Regions from separate parts of the Mus musculus genome. Here regions 1, 3, 4 and 5 are each linked to region 2. Evidence: chromatin contacts called from public HiChIP or PLAC-seq and promoter capture Hi-C data. All regions are on one chromosome and are shown on one strand. Each heading gives the region's core, a stretch centred on a gene start, on an enhancer-like site or on the middle of the called end of the contact. The rest is flanking DNA. Distances are from core to core; before and after follow the strand shown. Region 1 holds the start of Vwa5b2 (von Willebrand factor A domain containing 5B2). Region 2 holds the start of Ephb3 (Eph receptor B3). Region 3 holds the start of Liph (lipase, member H). Region 4 holds the start of Parl (presenilin associated, rhomboid-like). Region 5 holds the start of Dvl3 (dishevelled segment polarity protein 3).

The links. Promoter capture Hi-C pulls out the DNA fragments that hold promoters and counts their contacts. HiChIP or PLAC-seq counts read pairs in DNA pulled down with a chosen protein or histone mark.
Region 1: a contact with region 2 is called in a promoter capture Hi-C map of neural stem cells. The contact joins the promoter of Vwa5b2 here to the promoter of Ephb3 in region 2.
Region 3: a contact with region 2 is called in a FOXA1 HiChIP or PLAC-seq map of pancreatic cancer cells. The contact joins the promoter of Liph here to the promoter of Ephb3 in region 2. A contact is called at or near these places in 2 of 115 datasets of contacts at active chromatin or transcription factors (embryonic stem cells and pancreatic cancer cells).
Region 4: a contact with region 2 is called in a FOXA1 HiChIP or PLAC-seq map of pancreatic cancer cells. The contact joins the promoter of Parl here to the promoter of Ephb3 in region 2. A contact is called at or near these places in 1 of 39 promoter capture datasets (liver) and 1 of 115 datasets of contacts at active chromatin or transcription factors (pancreatic cancer cells).
Region 5: a contact with region 2 is called in an H3K27ac HiChIP or PLAC-seq map of extraembryonic endoderm stem cells, with 2.8 times the contacts expected there. The contact joins the promoter of Dvl3 here to the promoter of Ephb3 in region 2. A contact is called at or near these places in 6 of 39 promoter capture datasets (the 3T3-L1 cell line, frontonasal cranial neural crest, hippocampal neurons and 3 more), 1 of 15 datasets of contacts at CTCF or cohesin (embryonic stem cells), 14 of 484 Hi-C or Micro-C datasets (the Ba/F3 cell line, cardiomyocytes, cortical neurons and 5 more), 6 of 115 datasets of contacts at active chromatin or transcription factors (embryonic forebrain, embryonic stem cells, epiblast stem cells and 3 more) and 1 of 9 other capture datasets (embryonic stem cells).

The regions. Positions count from the first base shown.
Region 1 is chr16:20,587,879-20,591,427 of GRCm38.p6, forward strand. Vwa5b2 (von Willebrand factor A domain containing 5B2) reads left to right here and starts at 2,275. Exons shown (of 20, transcript NM_001384105.1): 1 at 2,275-3,020; 2 at 3,274-3,422; 3 at 3,502-3,549. The coding sequence starts at 3,284. Gm35685 (predicted gene, 35685) reads right to left here and starts at 2,724. Exons shown (of 3, transcript NR_168482.1): 1 at 2,006-2,724; 2 at 1,380-1,422; 3 at 83-258.
Region 2 is chr16:21,203,363-21,207,038 of GRCm38.p6, forward strand. It overlaps Ephb3 (Eph receptor B3), which reads left to right and starts at 1,433. Exons shown (of 16, transcript NM_010143.1): 1 at 1,433-1,901. The coding sequence starts at 1,808.
Region 3 is chr16:21,992,973-21,996,881 of GRCm38.p6, forward strand. It overlaps Liph (lipase, member H), which reads right to left and starts at 2,570. Exons shown (of 10, transcript NM_001083894.1): 1 at 2,349-2,570. The coding sequence starts at 2,397.
Region 4 is chr16:20,300,280-20,304,300 of GRCm38.p6, forward strand. It overlaps Parl (presenilin associated, rhomboid-like), which reads right to left and starts at 2,083. Exons shown (of 10, transcript NM_001005767.4): 1 at 1,930-2,083. The coding sequence starts at 2,048.
Region 5 is chr16:20,515,293-20,519,322 of GRCm38.p6, forward strand. It overlaps Dvl3 (dishevelled segment polarity protein 3), which reads left to right and starts at 1,694. Exons shown (of 15, transcript NM_007889.3): 1 at 1,694-2,063. The coding sequence starts at 1,903. Gm16618 (predicted gene, 16618) reads right to left here and starts at 2,488. Exons shown (of 3, transcript NR_167658.1): 1 at 2,347-2,488.

The sequences.
Region 1 (3,549 bases), core at 1,025-3,524, 610 kb before region 2:
GGGCAAAATAATAAATATCTAAGCATAATAGAAAACCAAAAGCTACCCTCAGACAAGCATAACCAAGTGGTTTTTAATTTAAAAGTTTTAAAGTTACATGGTATTTATTTTGGGAGCATATTTGTGGGGGAGGGGCACATAATGCCATCATACACAGCCTTCTTCCATGCAGGTTCTGGAGACAGTTCTCAGGTTATCCGGGCATGGTGGCAAATGCCTTTACTCACTGAGCCACGATCTCACAAGCCCACAGACTTACTGTTGACAAAAGCAGTTCAATCAAGGAAAAGTTAGGGTTTTATTTTATTTTATTTTATTTTATTTTATTTTATTTGTAAGGTAAGGTCTTAGGCAGAGGCAGGCAGATCTCTGTGAATTCGAGGACAGCCTGGTCTACAAAGTGAATTCCAGAGCATCCAAGGCTACACAGAGAAACCCTGACTTGGGGAAAAAAGCCAAATGAAACAAAACAAAACAAACAAAAACAACAAACAAAACAAAAAGATAACAGTCCAGATTGATTTCAAAATCATGATCCTTCTCTTTGCCTCCCCCAAATAGTATTTAAAACACTTTAAAATTAATTTAAAGCCAGGCAGTGGTGGTGCACGCCTTTAATCCCAGCACTTGGGAGGCAGAGGCAGGCAGATTTCTGAGTTTGAGGCCAGCCTGGTCTATAGAGTGAGATCCAGTTCAGCCAGGGCTACACAGAGAAACCCTGTCTCAAAAAAAAAAAACAAAAAACAAAAAACAAAAAACAAAAAACAAAAACAACATCTGTTTGGCATTGGAGAGATGGCAGATGGCTAAGAGATTAAAGTCACTTGTTCTTGCAAAGAACCAGGGTTCCCAGCACCTCCATTGTAACTTACAACCACCCAAATTCCAGTTCCAAGGCATCTGCTGTCCTCTTCTGGTGTCTTTCAGCAGGTGTGCATGTCATTTATGTGCATTCATGTAGGCAAAGCACACGTGTACCTGTGAGAGTCAATACTCTCTTTCCACCACGTGGATCCCAGGAATTAAACTCTGGTTATCAGGTTTGTCAGCAAAGTGCTTTTTACCCTTACCCACTGAGCCATCCCTAATTGTGTGTGTGTATGTGTGTGTGTGTGTGTGTGTGTGTGTTTGTATTTGTTTGTTTTGCTTTTTTCCAACTCTGTGTAGTTCTCCTGCACCACCACTGCATGGCTCCAAATAGTAATTTTAACAAATGGTGTGAGTTATTGGGTGTCTATATGTAAAACAAACAAAAACTCTCTTACCTCAATCTCACAGTTCTGACTGCTCCCACCTACAGCACTCCTTAACTTCTTTTTGCAGAATTGGAATAGGGCATCTTTAGGAGTGCTTGTAAGGGTGACCCCAAATATACTTACCTTCGCTCACTTCCCGGGGTTCCCAGACTCTTCCCTCAAGATCCTAGAGGAGATTTTACAGATCTTCCTAATGTTTTGCAGTGAGAAACACGCGAAAATCCTGCCAATTTCAAGGAGCCTGTTTTTCTGAGCAAGAATGCCCCCACCTTAGGTGCTAGGCTGACGAATGGGAGGCGGGGACCACTGCTGTGACAGGAGCAGCCCCGCACCCTTGGGAAAGCTAGAAGGCTTTACTCTGGAGGCCCTCGTGCAAGGAAGCCGTCCTGCGCATCCTCCCCACTCCCAGAAAAGGAAGGGTATAACAACACTGCAGTGAAGGAGCCCAGGGTGCTTCCGGGTGGGAACGCCGCTGCAGTGATGGGGAGACTGGATTGAGGGCAACCGCTTTGGTGAGCACACAAACGAAGGCACATGCCGCGAAAGGGGAGGTTTCTGCAATAACCTATTTGCTTCTTGTGGGGGGCGAGGCCTAAATGGTTTCCGATGCGGTGATGAGGGAGGGTCACTGCAGTGAGCGGGAGTCCACCCAGGGCGGGGTGGTGGTGGGTGGGCCACTGCAGTGTTGGGAAGAGGGGGGGATGTGTTTGCAGACTCGGCCGCCCTGTTTTGCTCACGAAACTCCTTACCTCCAGAAGGATGGAGAGGGGGCGCTCAGCTTCACTGTGCCGTTGGTGGGGGTCGTGCAGTGGCTGGGGTACTGGCTCTCTGCACTGCGGTCTCTTGCCTGGCTCTGCCGGCCTGAGCTGACGCGCGGAGGCGGTGCGGTGCCCGAAGGAACTGAGCCGCAGCCCCCTCCGCAGTGGCGGGCGGGGCAGAGGCGGGCTGGAGGGGCGGCCTCTTGGAACCCGGGCGGGACTACCAGCCAGCAGCCCGGCTGGCGCCCCTCTCCCGACTCACAGGATCTCAGTGGTAGTTCCGAGGTGGATCGCGCAGGTGCAGGAACAAGGGGCAGTCTGGACATCAGAGGAAGCATCACCCACTCTTGTCTGGTCGCGACGCCCCACAACTCCACCAAGAAGTGACGGTGAGGCTTGGGCTGCCCAAAGGGAGGGGGCGATCCCAAGACCCACCCTGTAGCATCCCCTGTGGCTACCTAGTCTCAGGCCAGCCTGGGCGGGGAGAGCCGCTCTAGATCAGATGACATGGACTCCCGCTGCCGCGACACCTCTGCACATCTGACTTCCCGAGACGCATTTTCCCGTCCCTTTCTAGTTCTTCCTACTGCAACCTTTCAAGACGGTCTACAGCCTCTCTCAGTACTCCAGTCACGAAAGGCAAGGAGAGATAAAGACTGCAGCCTTTTCAGCTCCCGACCTCACCCTGTCCCTGGGGACCCTTGTGAGCTAGGGGCGCCTAGGGCAATGCTGGCCCTTTAAACCTTTGCTTTCCACCCAGAGTATCTTCCATCTCTCCAGAAGCACCACTTCCGACAGCTGGCAACCGTGGAGAGCCAGGAGGCAGGGGGCAGGTACGGGGGCGGTGGTGAGGCCCCGAGAAGGTGCAGGAACAGCTGTGGGCACCACCCCCCAAGCCCCCGGCTCGCAACCCGCAGCGGGACTGGAGGACGCCTGGACTGGAGGGTTAACCATTAACCCTCCATTCCCCCATTGCGGAGAGCTGTTCCCTGCTCCTGCTACCCAGGTAACGGGCGAGGATGCCCATCTTTCCATCCTTGCACACACACACACCCCTCTTGTTATCTGCCCCGCCACCTGTCTGCTTGGACGCTGCGGCTTGGGGGTGGGGGTGGGGGTGGGGGGGTCTCCCGACTCAGCCTTGCTCCCTCTGCAAGCTTTCATCCCCAGGTCCCCAGGTACCCGATAGGGTCAGGTGGCATAGCTAGTTTTCATGACGCTGGAGCGAGGTGCCCCTCATCCAGCCCCTGTTCACGCAGGGTGGGCACCATGCCTGGCCTGTACTGCCCCACCAGCTGGACGCCGCTGCCGCTCACCGACTCCTGCGTCCGGGCCTATGCCAAGGGACCCTGCCTCAGCCTGCGTGCCCGGCTTACCTACCACAACCCACAGCCCCAGCCGGTGGAAGGTGAGACCTGGTGCGGGCGCGGGGAGGTAGCAAATGCCAGGTGGGGTTCGAGAGCAGGTCTGCCTGTTCCTGCTCGCAGGCGTGTTCGTGTACCCTCTGGCTGAGGCGGAGGTGGTATCTGGCTTCG
Region 2 (3,676 bases), core at 183-2,682:
CACTGTCCTGGGTTCAGCTCCTGTAACTTGGGGCAAGCTGCCAAGCCTTTGTACACGCCAGTTTGTCTATGTATTTTCTTTTACTTTCTTTCTTCAGTTTTGTCTGTAAAATGAGGCTATAATAACACCTACCCTGAATAAGTGTGAGGTATTGTTTCAGGGTGTTTATTACACCTTGTAAATGTTCTAAAAGTGAACCGGCAGAAGTCCATCACAGTAACCTAGAGGCTCTCTTTGATGTTTCCGACCCCGGCACCTCTCTCATTCACCTAGGCACAAATACACTTCAAACTTAACTTGTTGGCTCTTCCTTCTAGTCATGGTCTAAGCCACCACCCTCCCTTCCACTACATGGCCCCTTCACTAGCCCCCAGGATTCCACCACTGTCTCTGCCTGTCATCCTCCCAGGACAGACATGCCAATCTGATAATGTAATGTCCCCCTGTTTCAAGAGAAAGGCTACATTGTGAGTCCAAAATCGTATCCTCCGGGCCCCTCCTCATCTACTTCTCCTCAGCCGGTTCACCCTCTCTCCGCTCTAACTCTGCACTCAAGCGATTCTGAACTTTATTCTGAACATTTTTTTTCTTCGATTCTAGGTCTTAACACAAAAGTGTATGTTCTCTGCCCGGAGCACTGCCTCCCATCCTCAATACACTATTACTCATCCATCTTGTATACTGTCACTTAGATCCCGTTTCCTTAGACCTAACATTGTGCTTCGAAAAGGTAGGTTCTTTCCCGGCAGGAATGCTTGTTAGCCCCGCTGTGAGTTTTAAACCCACCTCCACCAGTTAACACATGGCTCCGGGATAATAAACGCTTCTCTGCTCTAGCCACTTTGAAACATTGTGGGTGCCCAAAAAATATTTTCTAATAAATTATCACAATCGAATAGACGAATAAATAAACCCTTGAGCGTCCCTTGAAGCGGGCTCTGCCGGGGTGGGTAATTCCCACGCCCCACATTCCTTTCCCTACTCGCTAAGGCCTGTCCTGGGTCTGGATGTGCTTGGAAGAAAAAAAGCCTCTTGACAGAATCCCATGGGTCTGCTAACCACAGGGGGGCGCCCCCAGCTCGTTCTATCTGGTTATCACCGTCTAGGACTGGAGCTGGTTACTAATCGCCAATAGGAGAGAGGGGCGGGGTTACCCGATTGACTGACAGTGTGGCTCCGCCCAGTCTAATTCATCTTTTCAATGGCTCCTCCTGCTGCAAGCCCCAGGACGCCGAGGGTGGGCTCGGTGGAAGAGCGGCCAACTGAACTCCAGCAGAGTGCTCTCGCAGCAGAACCAGCTGGCTGGGCGGTCTGTGAGTGGGCGGCCGGCCTCTGGGGGCGTGGCCTGAGTGTTGACGGGCAGGCAGGTAGCCCTGCCCCTCTCGCCCAGAGCGGCCGCTCCACCGCGAGGACCAGCAGAAGTGAGTACGTGAGCGGCGCAGCCAGATACCGGCTCCTACCCCGGACGGCGAGCGCACAAGGATCCCGGGATCTGAGCTCGGCCTCAGTGGACTGTGCCCCGAGAACCTGCGACCACCTGCGCCCTCCGCTTCCCGAGTCATTGGGCATCAAGCCACCCAGCGCCCCGGATCCTCCTGGACCGGTCCGTCCAGATTCCCGCGGGAACGACCTGCCGGCATCTACCCGGAGTCCCGGGTTGGGCGACACCTCGGTTACAGAGCAGCCCGTCTGCTTTGCTCCCCCTCCCTGACGGGATCTCTTGGACTGTGCGCGAGCCTTCTTCCTCGGGCGTCCCCAGCCCCGCCGGCGCGGCCCGGCTCGGCCCCCCAACCGAGCGCCCCGGGCTATGGCCGGAGCCCGCCCGCCGCCGGGGCTTCTGCCGCTGCTCGCTCCGCTGCTGCTGCCGCTGCTGCTTCCCGCCGGCTGCTGGGCGCTGGAAGGTGAGCGGCGTCGGGGTCCCGCGCGCTACCGGGGAGCCCCGCAGTGTGGGGCCGTGGGCTGAGCACACGTCCAAGGAGACTCTAGGCTCGAGCCGGCTCCGCAGCCCTCTTTGGGGAAACTGCTAGCATCAGGACTCAGCACCGACTCCCGAAAGCAGCAGTTCGGCCGTGGGTTGTTTTTTGTTTTTCGGGTTTTTTTTTTTTTCTTCTTTCCATTTGGAAGGGATAGCCTACAGTCAAAGCAGAGGAACGAGACCCTCGGGGGTTCGCACCTCTGGAAGGCGAGGAAATGTGGGCGACTCAGCATCAAGGCGGGGGGGCTGCGGGACTGGGCGCTTGGGCGGGTGAAGCGAAGCTCCTCGGGTTGGGGGCTGCACTGGTTGGGAACCCGTTGTAGTTAACAGTAAGCGTGATTGTGTGCACCCCGCTTTGTCAGGGGATGGCTGCGGGGGTGGAGAGGCAGGGGGGCCTGTCATTGTTTATGGTTTTTCAAGTGCCAGCAACACAAGAGGTGTGTGTGTGTCTGTTGTAAACCTTCTCGGACCCACCCCACCCCCACCTCCAGCAGGACCTTTGGAGGGCTTAGGTTTCCATTGAACCCTCACCAACAGGGATTTACCCGGGGAGCACCTGAGCCGAGTGGCTACTAGTCATCAGCGGCGGGAAAAGGTCAGCCTTGTCTGTGGGCTCAGTGAAACCTACTAAGACTGCTACTGGGAAGAAATTGAACTTGGACAAACAAACAGCCCGAGTGTGGCTGGCCCAGACAAGAGAGCTCACACTTACGCCACTTGACATGAACCCACAGGGAACACCGGCACAGGTCACTAACACAGTCTAGAGGCACATACAGTCCCCTGGTGTTACAAAAATTGTAAACCTATTCAGTCAGGGGTGAAACTCAATGTTGAGGGAGGGCAGCAAAGAATTTGAGGGAAAATTGCAATGCAGGCAGTACTTAATTTTTGGTGTATTGGTTAGATGCACTTTTTTAGTTGAGGAACAAAATACGATCCCTATGCAGTTGGTTTCCTTTCCATAAATTCACAGTGTAAACTTAAAGGTTAGGAAGAAAAAACAAAATCTCTGAAACAGTTCAGAGAGGCTTCTGGCCTTTGGAATTTTGGTGCCACTGTGCTGAGGGATTTATTCACATGGGTGGACACATGCAAATTTAGACAGACACACAGAGGTTGCACCCACACTTACACACACTCACCCACTCACCCACATGTGTGTGATAGGATCTCAGGCGTGAGAAACCAGCATAGGGCTTTGTTGTTGATTGCCTGAAGGGTGTGAGCCAGGGAGCCTATTGAGTTCCCAGGTCTGGGACTATCTTAGCGCAGGAGAGGCAACATTGGTGCATGCACTCTGAAACATACACTTAAACTGTGTGTCACCTGTGTGTATCAGGTCCCGTGGCCCCTTTTGTGGGGTGCGGTAGGTAGTGGTAGGTGGTAGAGCCGAGAATGGAGTGGTGGTGGAGGTGTGTGGTTTGGGGGAGATGAGCTAGGGGTACCTGAGGGGGGTCTTCCCTTCCTCCTTTTCATCCTTCACCATCCTCAGACCCTTTGAGGCAGGCTCTAGCTAGTAGTGTCTGGCCAAGGAGCTGATGGTGACTGAGAGGCCCTTGTGATCAACTATGAATGGGAGTCAGAACTAGTGCCAGACTGAGGGAGGCTAAGCCAGTGAGGATGTCTCTGGAAAATAGCGGGGCCTACAAATGTGGATTTTATCATTGCCTTCCTTCCTTAAAGAAACATAGGTGCTGA
Region 3 (3,909 bases), core at 1,320-3,819, 790 kb after region 2:
AATCTGACACTCTCTTCTGGGGTGTCTGAAAGACAGCAACAGTGTACTTATATATAATAAATAAATCTTTTTAAAAAAAGTTAGCAACTGTTGATTCAATGATGGGCTGGGAAAATACTATTTACCCATAGGATTATACAAAGACTTGAAACAGTGCATTCAAGGTGGGCTGGAAGTAAATCCTAATATAATTATTATACATTTTCTAGTTAGAGTCTAAGCTTCACCTATTAGCATACTTACATCAGTTTACAAAATTGACTTCTACCGTCTTATCCTTTGCATTATTTTATTTTTAAATTTTTTACATTTTCTTTAGCATTGTGTGTGAGTGCACACATGCCCTTGCATGTCACAGCTCATACGTGAGGAGCTAGTGTTTCCCTTCACCTCTCCGGAGGTTTGGAGGATCCAACTCAGTTCACCAAGCTTATACAATTGGCGCTTTTACCCACTTGCCATCTCTTTTACCCACTCGCCATCTCCCTAGCCCCTTTTGAATTAATTCTAAAACATGTTGGAGCATTTCTGAAAAGGCCTCAGAATTATTTGAACAGTTATTTTCCTTTCCCTCGTCCTGGCACTCCTATGTGTGTGTGGTGTGTGTGTTTGTGTGTACGCATGTTCACATATGTGTGTGTGTGTGTGTGTGTGTGTGTGTACACGTACGACTGTGCTTATGTATGCAGAGGCTCTCAGCGTTTGGCAGGTGTCTTCTTCAATCACCTCCCAGCTTATGAACTGAGGCAGGGTCTCTCATTGGAGCCTAGAGCTCTCTGATTCCACTGGTCCACTGGCTTAGGGATCCTCTGTCCCTGCCCGCAGAGTTCCTGTGTGGGACTTCATACCCCTTAGGCATTTATGTGGGTTCATACTTGTCCGGCAAGCGCTTTTTCCCCTAAGCCATCTTCTCAGCACCAAAGATCACTTTCTTTAACAACCAGTTTAATACTGGAACCAGCAAGACGGCTCGGTGGGTCAAGGCAACTGACAGCCCGACAGCCTGAGTTGGAGCCAGTACCACACAGTGGGAGTAGAAAACCAGCTCCTACATGCTGCACTCTGACCTCCACATGTGCCCTGTGGCTTGTGTGCCCAAACATATGAAATAAGTTAACAAATGTAATGGAAAACAGTTTGATATCTGAAACCTTACCCAGTCCTGGAGTAGAGACATTTCTACCATATCTAGTCTGCATTTAAGGTTTCCAGTTTGTTTGTTTGTTTGTTTGTTTGCGTTATTCTTGCAGTTGGGAACATAACTCAGTAGTGTGTTAAGGCCATAGGTTTAAAAGGACCTAGCACCATCTGCGCTGCCTCCACCTAAGGTTACTTCCGTAGAGCAAACAGCGTGTGCCATTTTTAGAAGCTGTGGAGCATGAGTGGTCTGCAGGTCTGATATCTGCCCCCTGCCCTTTAAACAGTTATTTCAAGGCTGGGTGTAGTGGTGAACACCTTTACCCCAGTGAGTTCAAGACTGGCCTGGTTTACACTGTAAGTTCTGGGCAGCCAGGGCTACACAGAGAAACCCTGTCTTAAACAAATACAACTTATGTCAGAATTCACAGTCACAAGCTTTGTGTGAGACGGAAGTGGGTTCCAGGAAGGACTGAGAAGTACATTTCCCTTCAGGTTTGCTATCTCAACACGGAGATTCATATTTTCATTTTGATTTTATTATCTTTCCTTGTATTAGAAATTGAACCCAGAATGTTATACATACTAGGCATATATTCTATGACTGAACTACATCCATGGCCTGGCAATTAATAATTTTTAAGATATAAATATATCACATACTATTATAAGGAATTTATTTATATGAAATTATTATTTTTGTAACAGTGGTTTAAATACACCTAAATAAATACACGAAAGTATACAAATTTACCATTGCAAAAAAATATAAAACAAAAAAAGAGAAAATGAGTTCGAGGCCAGCCTGGTCTACAGAGTGAGTTCCAGGACAGCCAAGGCTACACAGAGAAACCCTGTCTCGAAAAAACAAAAAAAGAGGGAGAGAGAGAAAGAGAGAGAGAGAGAGAGAGAGAGAGAGAGAGAGAGACTTCTCTACGTAAACATCACAAAATAAATTTTTACAGTTTCAAAAAATAAGTTATTTAATTTTATGTAGGTCAGAAGACACAATTTAACTAAGAAAAAATTAATACTACCCTTAGCCTTTTCAAGTTAACTCAAGAGATAAGGGTTTGATCTATGGTTGAGAGGGAAAAAAAAAAATCACCATAAGGAAGCTCATTTTACCCATAGCTCCTGGCCTCAAATATGCTCACATAGAACTTTGACGTCCACTAATACTTCTTAAAGACATTGGCTAAATGACCTACCTGATTTCACCAAGCACATGAAACTGATGAAAAAACATAGCCTCAGCATAGGGAACCTCAAGAGATCATGTGCCCCAAACACGAGGACGTGTCGCACTCCGCACAGAGCCTGGCGTTCCCGCGTTCCCGCGTCCCACCCTGAAGTCTGGCTTTCTCGAAGCGAGTGAGTCCGTGACAACAGGAAGTCCCCGAGGGAGGCTCTGTGGCCCTGTTAGTCCTGTCAGGATCTTTGGCTCCTCCTCTTTGCAATAAAAGGTCTGGGACTTTCTGCTTGCACAATTGGTGCATATGTTAATGTGTCATTTGCATTTGAAGGATGCCGAGTAAAAGGTTTCCTTCTTCGTGGGCGGTTTCCTAGCTGTTTGGCTTGGTGTGTTGAAATCAACCTCATTTGGAATCCTTTTCCTTTATGAATGAATCCCGGATGACAAATCCGGGTCAGTATTCTCCTATCGCCACTATGTATACAAAGCCACGTTCATGTTAACTCCAAGGTCTCCACAGAGCTGTCTTTAGACTTTTATTAAAAACATTTCATTGAGTTCAGCTATACAGCCTAATTTACGAATCTCTCTATGCTTCAGAGTTGTACTTAGCTTGCTTACTTCTCATCCAGAGTCCTGGTCTCCCTCATAACTGAGTTTTTATTTTTGCATTTTATTTACTGAGTGTGGCAGGTGAGTGTGGGTTGCAGTCCCTGTCCTTCCGTTGCATAGTCTTGGGGTCAGGCCTGGGGACAAGCACCTTTACCCGCTGTGCAATCTCACCCATCCAGTTGTCGTCTTAAAGGGGAAGAACACATCTACATCTTTCCAACCTTTCTAAGGCCTACACTAGAAGTAACCAATCCTTCTGCTCTGTGAGGTTATTGTGGGTGAGGGTACTTTGGCAGTAAAGAGTGTACCTAGCCTAGATGGAAAGGCAGGTCACTAATGACAGGATACACTGCAAAGTGATGTAACCCTCTTTGTAGTGAAAATTCCCCTAATCATAAGTTTCTGGGTATTTGAAAACCTTAAAAATAGTAAGGACAAAACCTAACAACAAAAAAACCCCACATTTTCACTCAAACATCAGGCATAAGCCATTAGTCATTTAGCATTGTCGAGGTGCCTGTGTCAAGTGCTTCTTGACAGAGGTATGTGGCCTCAATAAATAAAACATTTATGTTCTGTGTGTCTCAACTTTCTCAATCATGAAATGAAGATAAGATCTCTTGACTCACGGGGTTATGCAGACTAAATGAGGTATGTGAGCTCAAGTCTTCAACACTATGCCTGCTGCCAAAGTAATTGCTCCTGCCTCTTGCTAACTCCAGGTACTATCTTCCAGGTCACACAGCTGACACTGTCCCCACCCCTCTGAAGACTTGCTATAGAACAGAGAAGGGGAGCCGGGCAGTGGTGGGAGGCCAGCCTGGTCTACAAAGTGAGTTCCAGGACAGCCAGGGCTATAGAGAGAAACCCGGTGTCTTGAAAAACCAAACCAAAACAAAACAAAGAAAACCTGAGAAGGGGGCTTCAGGAGGAACTTGAGGAATGAGGGCCTCCTAGACCTTTTG
Region 4 (4,021 bases), core at 833-3,332, 900 kb before region 2:
GAGGCCTAAAGAGGCCTTTAGCCCCTGGAACTGGGTTCCAGACAGTTGTAAGCAACCATGTGGAAACTGGGCATCAAACCCAGGTCCCCTGTAAGAGCAGAGAATCTTGAGTGCTGAGCTAAGAGCTCACGAAGCCCAGGAAGAGTTTAAAGTAGCCAAAGTAGGTCTAATAAATAAAGTGATCAGTTCCCACTGAACTAAACCAAATGATCATCATCAGAATGCATTCATTATACAGAACTAAACTTGTAACCCAGTACTATTGATTTCTCTTGCTAGACAAGAATCCTGAAGGACAGGAGTGCAGCAACCTAAACTTAACCATATCATAAAATCTTATAACTCCTGTAAAGGGAGAACCGTGTGTGGGCTGGCAGGTGCCTGAGGACCTTGTGTTTGTATCACCTTTGCCTTTGTATCACCACATAAAGTGTTTATAAAATGCAAACGTTGGGACCTCTTTAGAGCCACAAGGCCTGGCTCATTCTTCATGCTAATTTAGAACCACAGTGGCTCAAAACAGACTAGTGATTACAAAGCGAGCAACTCCCATTCCCTATTAAGTTCATACATGTGGAGACAAGAGCAAAGCCACTTCAGGTTCACCCACATTCTCATCTAATGCATTCTCCCATAACCACAAGATTAAGAATGTCAGTTTCCAAGTTTCCATATAAATTTTAATACCACATGTACTGAGGGGAGGGTTAGACAGGACCTCAAGTAATCCATGGTGGCCTGACAGTCTGGCTCCTACTCCTAATCCACCTCCCAAGTGCCGGGATTACTAGCCTGAGCCACCATGATAGGTAGGCTAAACTCTTTTGACAAGTTTTGTGGTGTTACTAGAGACAAGCACCCTACCAATGAGGTTCCTCAGAGATGAAGTGTCCACTTCTTTTGCTGCCTTTTCCCGAAACTATCACAGCAAATCAACAGGATCACAGAAATCTTGTTACCTCCAAGGCACCTCCCCAGTTCCACCTGTTTAAGACTTTTTTCTTCCTTTCTTTTTTCCAGTCTTCTGCTGCCCAGCCTAGCCTTGAACGCCTAACCCTGCTTACAAGCAAGTCTGACCACACCAAGCTGTTTAAAAGCAATGCCTGATTTTAAACGTTAGCCAGTAAGCTACACCATATGCAACTTTTCCACAGATGTTAATAAGCTTCACTTGAGGAGCAGGTTCTTCCGCTTTCGCCACTTTCCAAGATTCTGATTTTGGGTGGCACCTGGGAAATGAATCTACATATAGTCCAGGTGCTGTTTATTTATTTATAATTCAGCCTTTCCCAGCTTGGCTCCAACTCGCCATCCTCCTGATTCAGACTACTGAGAGTTGAGATTACAGACCTGTGCCCACCTCGGGTGAATTTTAAGATCAGGTGGTGCCTTCGCCAGGCTCAATCTCATCTCTGGCTAGCTCACACGTTTATAAAGACCTCAGGCCCCTTGGTGTGTATGGTACCATCAATTAGGTAGAAGTTGCAAAGTTGACATCTTCGGACTAAGTTTCAACGTCAGTATTAATTCAACTGCTATGGAATTTCTCTTCTATTACACTTCATGTAAGATCCGGCCGGCCGGAAAGGCCACGTGCTTCCTACAGCAGTACAGCCCTTTCAAGAATATGAGCCGGACATGCAATTAACGCTCAGAAGTTCCCCTTTCCATCACATCCCTCGGAACTACTAGGAAAGACCGCGGGTCCGGAGAACCGGGCCGGGCTCGGCCAGACACCTCTCGCGGCTCGGCACCCAGAAGCCAGTAGGGAAAGGAGGACCAAGGAAAAGCTAGGCAGGGAGGAGTCAGCTTTAGCAAAGACCTCGTAAACAATGGAAAGCGGGAGCCCCACACGGCTACCTATCCCCCGAGGATGCGCGCAACCCCAGCTCATGGGAAGCCGGGGGAGCTGGAAGCGGCGGCCATTACCTGCGTCCAAGCAGCCGCGGGGCCTGGGTCGCAGAGAGCTCCCGGTAGCCGCCACCCAAGGGAGGCGCCCACGCCGGACCGCAGCGCCAGCCTCGCTGTACCCAACCTTGCAACGCCATCTTCCCAACCTCTGCCCCACCATGGCCCGACCTCTCTAACCCCGGCCTAGAAATCACTTCCGGGGCGAAGAAAAAAAAAAAAAAAAAAAAGCCACACAGCGCGGAGGAGTGGTCTAGAGCGCCACCTGGAGGCCGTTCAGTTCCGGTCTTCCTCTTCTCAGACCAGCGCCACCTTGGAAGTTTCTGGTGAGAGTGACTGGGGAAAACTTGAGGCTTTGAGTAACGCTGTGTTATCAGACACCCTCAGGTTATCACATTTAACCACAAGACACCGTTTCACTGTGCTTTATAGTCTCAGAAAAGGGAAATGGCCCTGTACAGTGGCAACCTTAACTCGCCAGGCTTGGACATCTGTCTGATTGTGAAAAGCAGAAAACGATTTATTAAATGGGACCACACTGAGAGGATGAAATTCAATGACTCCCCACGTTCATCTTCCAGGTCTAACATAAAGATAAGGTTTAAATGGAAGGCAAGAAGTGTGCAGTATAAGGAAATTGTGTCCCCTCACCAATCACCCTTCACCCGTCACCCCCGACCCCTGATCCAGCCTCCTTCTCCAAGCCTGCCCCCTTGACAAGTTGCAAATCCTTCTGTAGTTACTGGCTGCCCCCAGAAACTCAGGCTTTTTCCTTCCAGCATGAGATTTCTGGGGTGGTTCCATTACTGAAGTTTGATAGCCAAAGACAGAGCCCCAAGTGTTTCAGTTGAAGAAGCAAGGGAAGGGAGAGGGTCTCCTACACCTGAGTCTGGTTGATCTCTAGACAACTGAGAGTCAAGTATCCCAGCACAATTAACATTTGCTTTGAGAACAATGTTCCCTTTCTACAGGAATGTTTCAAATAAGAATGTTACAGTAGCAGGGAATCATGTGTAATGCCTAAGCATGGCATGTTTCCTTTCCTAACTATAAATCCGCAATTTTCTAGAACTCACAACAAACCTCACTTATAGTAAAAGAGACTTTTTAACTCCCTCTGCAATTTTATGGCCCTTGGTTTATATTATTAGATTGGAGTCTATCAGAAGCACCTCCAGGACTACTCTGTCATCTCATTTATTTCAAGAGGGAAAAGGAGAATGGGTGGGGGTGGGGGTCCCTTAGAAACTCTTCTGTTACTGGTGGTAAAGGTCTGGGCTGAGTGTTTCCAGGCTTCGAGAATGAAGAACATGGGGAGCGACCCTTATTCAGAAAGAGTCAGAACACACTGCATAACTGTGGGTAGCAGCACCAGTGGAGATGCTTAAGGGACCCCAGTCATTGTTTGTAGCTTCTAGATATGGGATGCAGAGGAGTTTGGTTGTTAAGGGATACCCACTTTGTGTGACTCTATGTTTTCATTCACAGATTAAATACACAATTGTTTCTTATTGTCCATGTTTTCAAAGTCAGTGTAGGCCAAATGGGCCAACATAAAGATGGATGGACTGAGCCAACTGAAACCAGAACCAGTGTGGGCCAGCCTGTGTCCGTCATATATATCTCCACCCCTCTTCTCACTCCCCAGACATCACAGGCTGGCCGCCTGACTCTCAGGGTCTGTGCAGAGTCTGCAGAATTTGGCTTGTTTTAGGCTATTTGCTGCATTGCTTTACCTCCCTCCCTCCACTCTACCTTTAGCCACGACTTCACTACCCACCTTGTCCCTGTTGCCCTCCTATTTAATTTCCCTCCTTTAGTTTTTCTCTATCAACCTAGTCCAGCCACTTGCTTTCTTTTTTTTTTTTTCTTCTCATTCATGACGTGCTACCAGTGTTTTGTGGTTTTTTTTCTTTTAGGTTTGGGGGTTTGTTTGTTTGTTTGTTTCTTGAGACAAGGTTTTGCTTGTGTAGCCCAGGCTGACCTAGAACTCACTCTATAGAGCAGGCTGGCCTTCATCTCACAGAGAACCACCTGCATCTGCCTCCCAAGTGCTGGGAGTAAAGGCTTTTTTTCTTAGTTAAGGGTTGTTTTGTTTTGTTTTGTTTCTAAT
Region 5 (4,030 bases), core at 444-2,943, 690 kb before region 2:
GTCTAGAATGTGTAAATCAAGAAATAAGCCAGGCATCACATGCCTGTAACCCCAGCCACTCCAGGAGTGTACAGGCAGGAGAGTAGAAAATTCAGGGTCATCCTGGACTCTGTTTTTAATATTAGGGCGGGAGAAACAGCTCAACAGTTAAGAGGGCTTGCTGTTCCTACAGAGTTTAGTGTCTGGCATCTCAGCAGGTGGATCACAGCTTCCCGAAACTTTTTTTTTTAAGATATATATTGTCACTGTCTTCAGACATCACTGTCTTCAGACATACCAGAAGAGGGCATTAGATCCCATTACAGATGGTTGTTAGCCACCATGTGGTTGCTGGGAATTGAACTCAGGACCTCTGGAAGAGGTCTTAACCACTTAGTTCTCTCTCCAGCTCCTGTGACTCTAATTCCAAGAGACTGACACCCTCTCCTGGTCATCTCAGATACCTATAATCTGTGCAGGGGGTAAAAACAAACCTTGAAAAGTTTTAATGCATTTTATTTATGCACAGACATTATTTGGAGAAAAAGATTAAATGAAGGATATAAACTGAAAACATGTAACTGCTACTGAATGCTTTCTGCTTATAATAAAAAAATTGGTTATGATGTAATGAGAAAAAGTCTAGAGAGGTATATAGATGTCAGATTATTAAGGGCCTTGTGTGTCATGTTGAGGGTATATGAAAGTCATATTGGGTAATGTGAAGAGGTTTCTGGGCAGAAGAGGTGACTGAAATGCAGGCATGTAATCAGAGAGAGAACTCAGAAGCTTGAGGCAGGAGAATTGTCAGGAGTTTCAAAGCCACACCTGACATACATTGTTACAGCTGAGAAGCTGAACCACCAACTGACTATAGGTAGTTTTGACATCTACTGTCCCAATCATACAGGGTTTCTCTGTTTAGCCCTGGCTGTTCTGGAACTTGCTCTGTAGACTGGCTGGCCTCCAACTCAGAGATTTGCCTACCTATCCAGTGTTTGGACTAAAGTAATGTTCCACCACACCTGGCTGCTTGCATTCTTTCTTAACTCAAATTTTTTCTTTTCTCTTTCTTTTGTCCTTTTTTTCCTCTTCTTTTCCTTTCTTTCTTTCTTTCTTTTTCTTCTCTGTATTTCTCCCTCTCTCTAAGAGAGGAGTTCCCTCCATAGTCCTGCTGTCCTGAAGCTCTCTGTAGGCCAGGCTGGCTTAAACTCACTGAAAGACACCTGCCTCTCTCTCCTGAGTGCTGGAATTAAAGGTAAGCGCTACCACACCCACTCAGTCCATTTCTCAAACTACTTGTTCATAGAGACGCTGAGATTATAGGGATAAAAACTTGAACTTGCTCAGCCCTCAAGGAACTCAGTACGGTCCGGTGGCAGCAACTGTGCTGTCAGCAGAATCCAAAAATCCGAGTTGAAGCCACCCGGCATCCAGGGATCCAGTTAGGTCTTCAAATCCATTCTCTTCTGCAGTCGGTGACACTTCTCTTCCATCCCTCCCCTCCTGCCCGGGACCCTGCACACGGTTCCGCCAGTCCCACCGGGCTGAGACTTCCAGGTCCAGCTGCCTGAACCCGGAGCACAGGGGACCCAGCGCCGCCCTGTGGGTGGGCGGGCAGTCGGCCGCAAGCAGCCAGCGCGGCTCGGAGGCGGGGCGGGGCCGCACTGGGCTCGGCCCAGAGCCGGGAGGGCCCAGGCCACCGGAAGAGTCGCGATCGCCAGCGGAGCGCCGGGAGTGGGGAGCGGAAGCGGTGGCGGGCGGCGCTGGGACCCGGGAGCGGCCGGAGAACAAGGGAGCTGGCGGCCCGGCCGGCGGCTGAGTGGGGCTGAGCAGCGGGCCGCGCCGAGCGCCGAGCTCTGCCGGAGAGGCCCGGCCCCGCTGCCCAAGCAGGCCGCGCGCCGCGGGGCCGAGGCCGGAGCCATGGGCGAGACCAAGATCATCTACCACCTGGACGGCCAGGAGACGCCGTACCTGGTGAAGCTGCCCCTGCCCGCCGAGCGCGTCACCTTGGCGGACTTTAAGGGCGTTCTGCAGCGGCCCAGCTATAAGTTCTTCTTCAAGTCTATGGACGACGATTTTGGGTGAGGATGGCCCCCGCCCCGCCTCCCGGGAGCCCGGGTCGCTCCGCTGCTAGGGGCCAACACAGCCAGTTCCGACTCCCCTGACTGCACTGGTTTCTAGCCCCGCTTCCAGCAAGGGAGCGACTCGGTGACTTGGGACACACTTGACTTTGAGGGACTCCCAGTCACCTCTTGGAGGCCTTGCCCCCCTGGTCCAGCGAGACGTCCCTCCCTAAGCAATCGGTTCCTACCATTCAAGCCCCCTCACCTCCCCACGGTCCAGCGGCCCCCCCCAGAGACATACATCCTTTCCACTCCAGTCCAAAGCCAGAATTCTCAGTCCTTCCAGGTGCCACCATTTAAGCATAAAGTTGGAGTATATTGACACCCGGCCTGCCTTCCCGGTCTTCTGAGCTCTGCAACTCAGAGCCTTATTTGGAGTGTGCTGTATCTAGGGCTGTAGCTGGTGGGACTTTGAACTGGAGAAGGAGGCGTTGGGGGCTGTTCTACCAGGCTGGATGATGGACCTGATGTTTGTCAAGCAGATTCCCCTCTCCCCTGGGCCGATGGGGTGTTGCCTGACTCAGAGGAGTTCTCACTAGCCAGGTGCTGGGGCCTTTTCTTTCCTGATGGTAGTCCCAGCAGAGATGTTGCATAGGGCTTCAGAGCCTGGATGGGAAGACTAGGAAGGGCCTATTGATGTTCTCTCTTGTCTTCCCCTCCCTACCCTGCTGCAGGGCTTTTGATGGGCAGTTTGGAAGCTGGGACTGCCCCTTTAAGAGAGGTTGGAATGTTGGAGCCTGAGGGTTTTGTAGCAGCTGGCCTGAGAGGGGGGTGGAGGGGGAAGACACACACACACACACACACACACACACACACACACACCCCTCTCCAAGGGGCTGAGGCTTGCCTACATTAACTGGACGGTCGGCCTAGAGGCTATGGAGAACACACACACACACAAACACCCTACCCCTCCCTGGGCCCTTCAAGGCCTGAAGGTCCCTCTGATGCACTTGCCTGAGGCCTGCACTGTGCTTGCAGCTGAGGCCCCAGAGCTGGGTGAGGGGAGATATCCCACCACCACCCCCAACCCCCCGCCCCCTGTGTACATTAGTCTGGCTTCTCTCCCAAGGCCTGCCCTCCCAGCCCCAGGAGGCAAGCACCTTCTGTCTCCTGCCGGACTTATTTGTCATTTTCTACCCCTGGAACTCAGCATTCGATGAATTCTTAGAAGTGTTTGTGTGTGTGTGTGTTGGAGAGTGGAGAATAGATCTATTACTGATTCTGTTCTTGCCCTGGGATGAGACTCTTGTGTGATAATGATTGTCTGGCTTTAGTCTAGAATAGGCAAACCTGGTTGAAAGACCCTGAAAATGATATATCTGGAAGAACTAAGGATAGGAGGTAGGTGTCTCAACCTGGCATGAGAGGAATAAGAGTAGGGTCTTTCTTATTATCCGAAGGAACTGGGATAATATTTCAGGGTATGCTAGGCCAGATGTCTTGAGGGGTTAGAATCGTCTTGTATCTCTACCCGGACTTGCCTCTGGGGACCACTGTGAGCTGCTTCCTGCTTTCCTAAGGTTGTCGTGGGAGCAGGTCTAACTATAGTTATAAGAGGGCCCCCATTGCATCTGCTCACTGCTCAGGAATATCTTTCTTTAAATCAACTATTGAACTAAGTAACATTTATCATATGCCACTTTAAGCCATTTTGTATCTACCCGTGGTCCTTGAAGCACCCTTTGCAAAATATCGGTTGGCTGTTCTACCAGAATTGAGACCAATGCTAAGAATCAAGTGGGTGTTCTTATTTGGCTTATTCCCCCCAATCTACGAGAATAAGTGAGCAAAAGACCCAGCAAGGCCATCCTTTTCAGAGTTAGGATAGCAGAGGATCCCGTTGACAGCTTATTTCATTTTTTATTTTACAAGCCCATCATATGGTACTTACAGTCTGCCTGACAGTGATGTCATCACTTGTA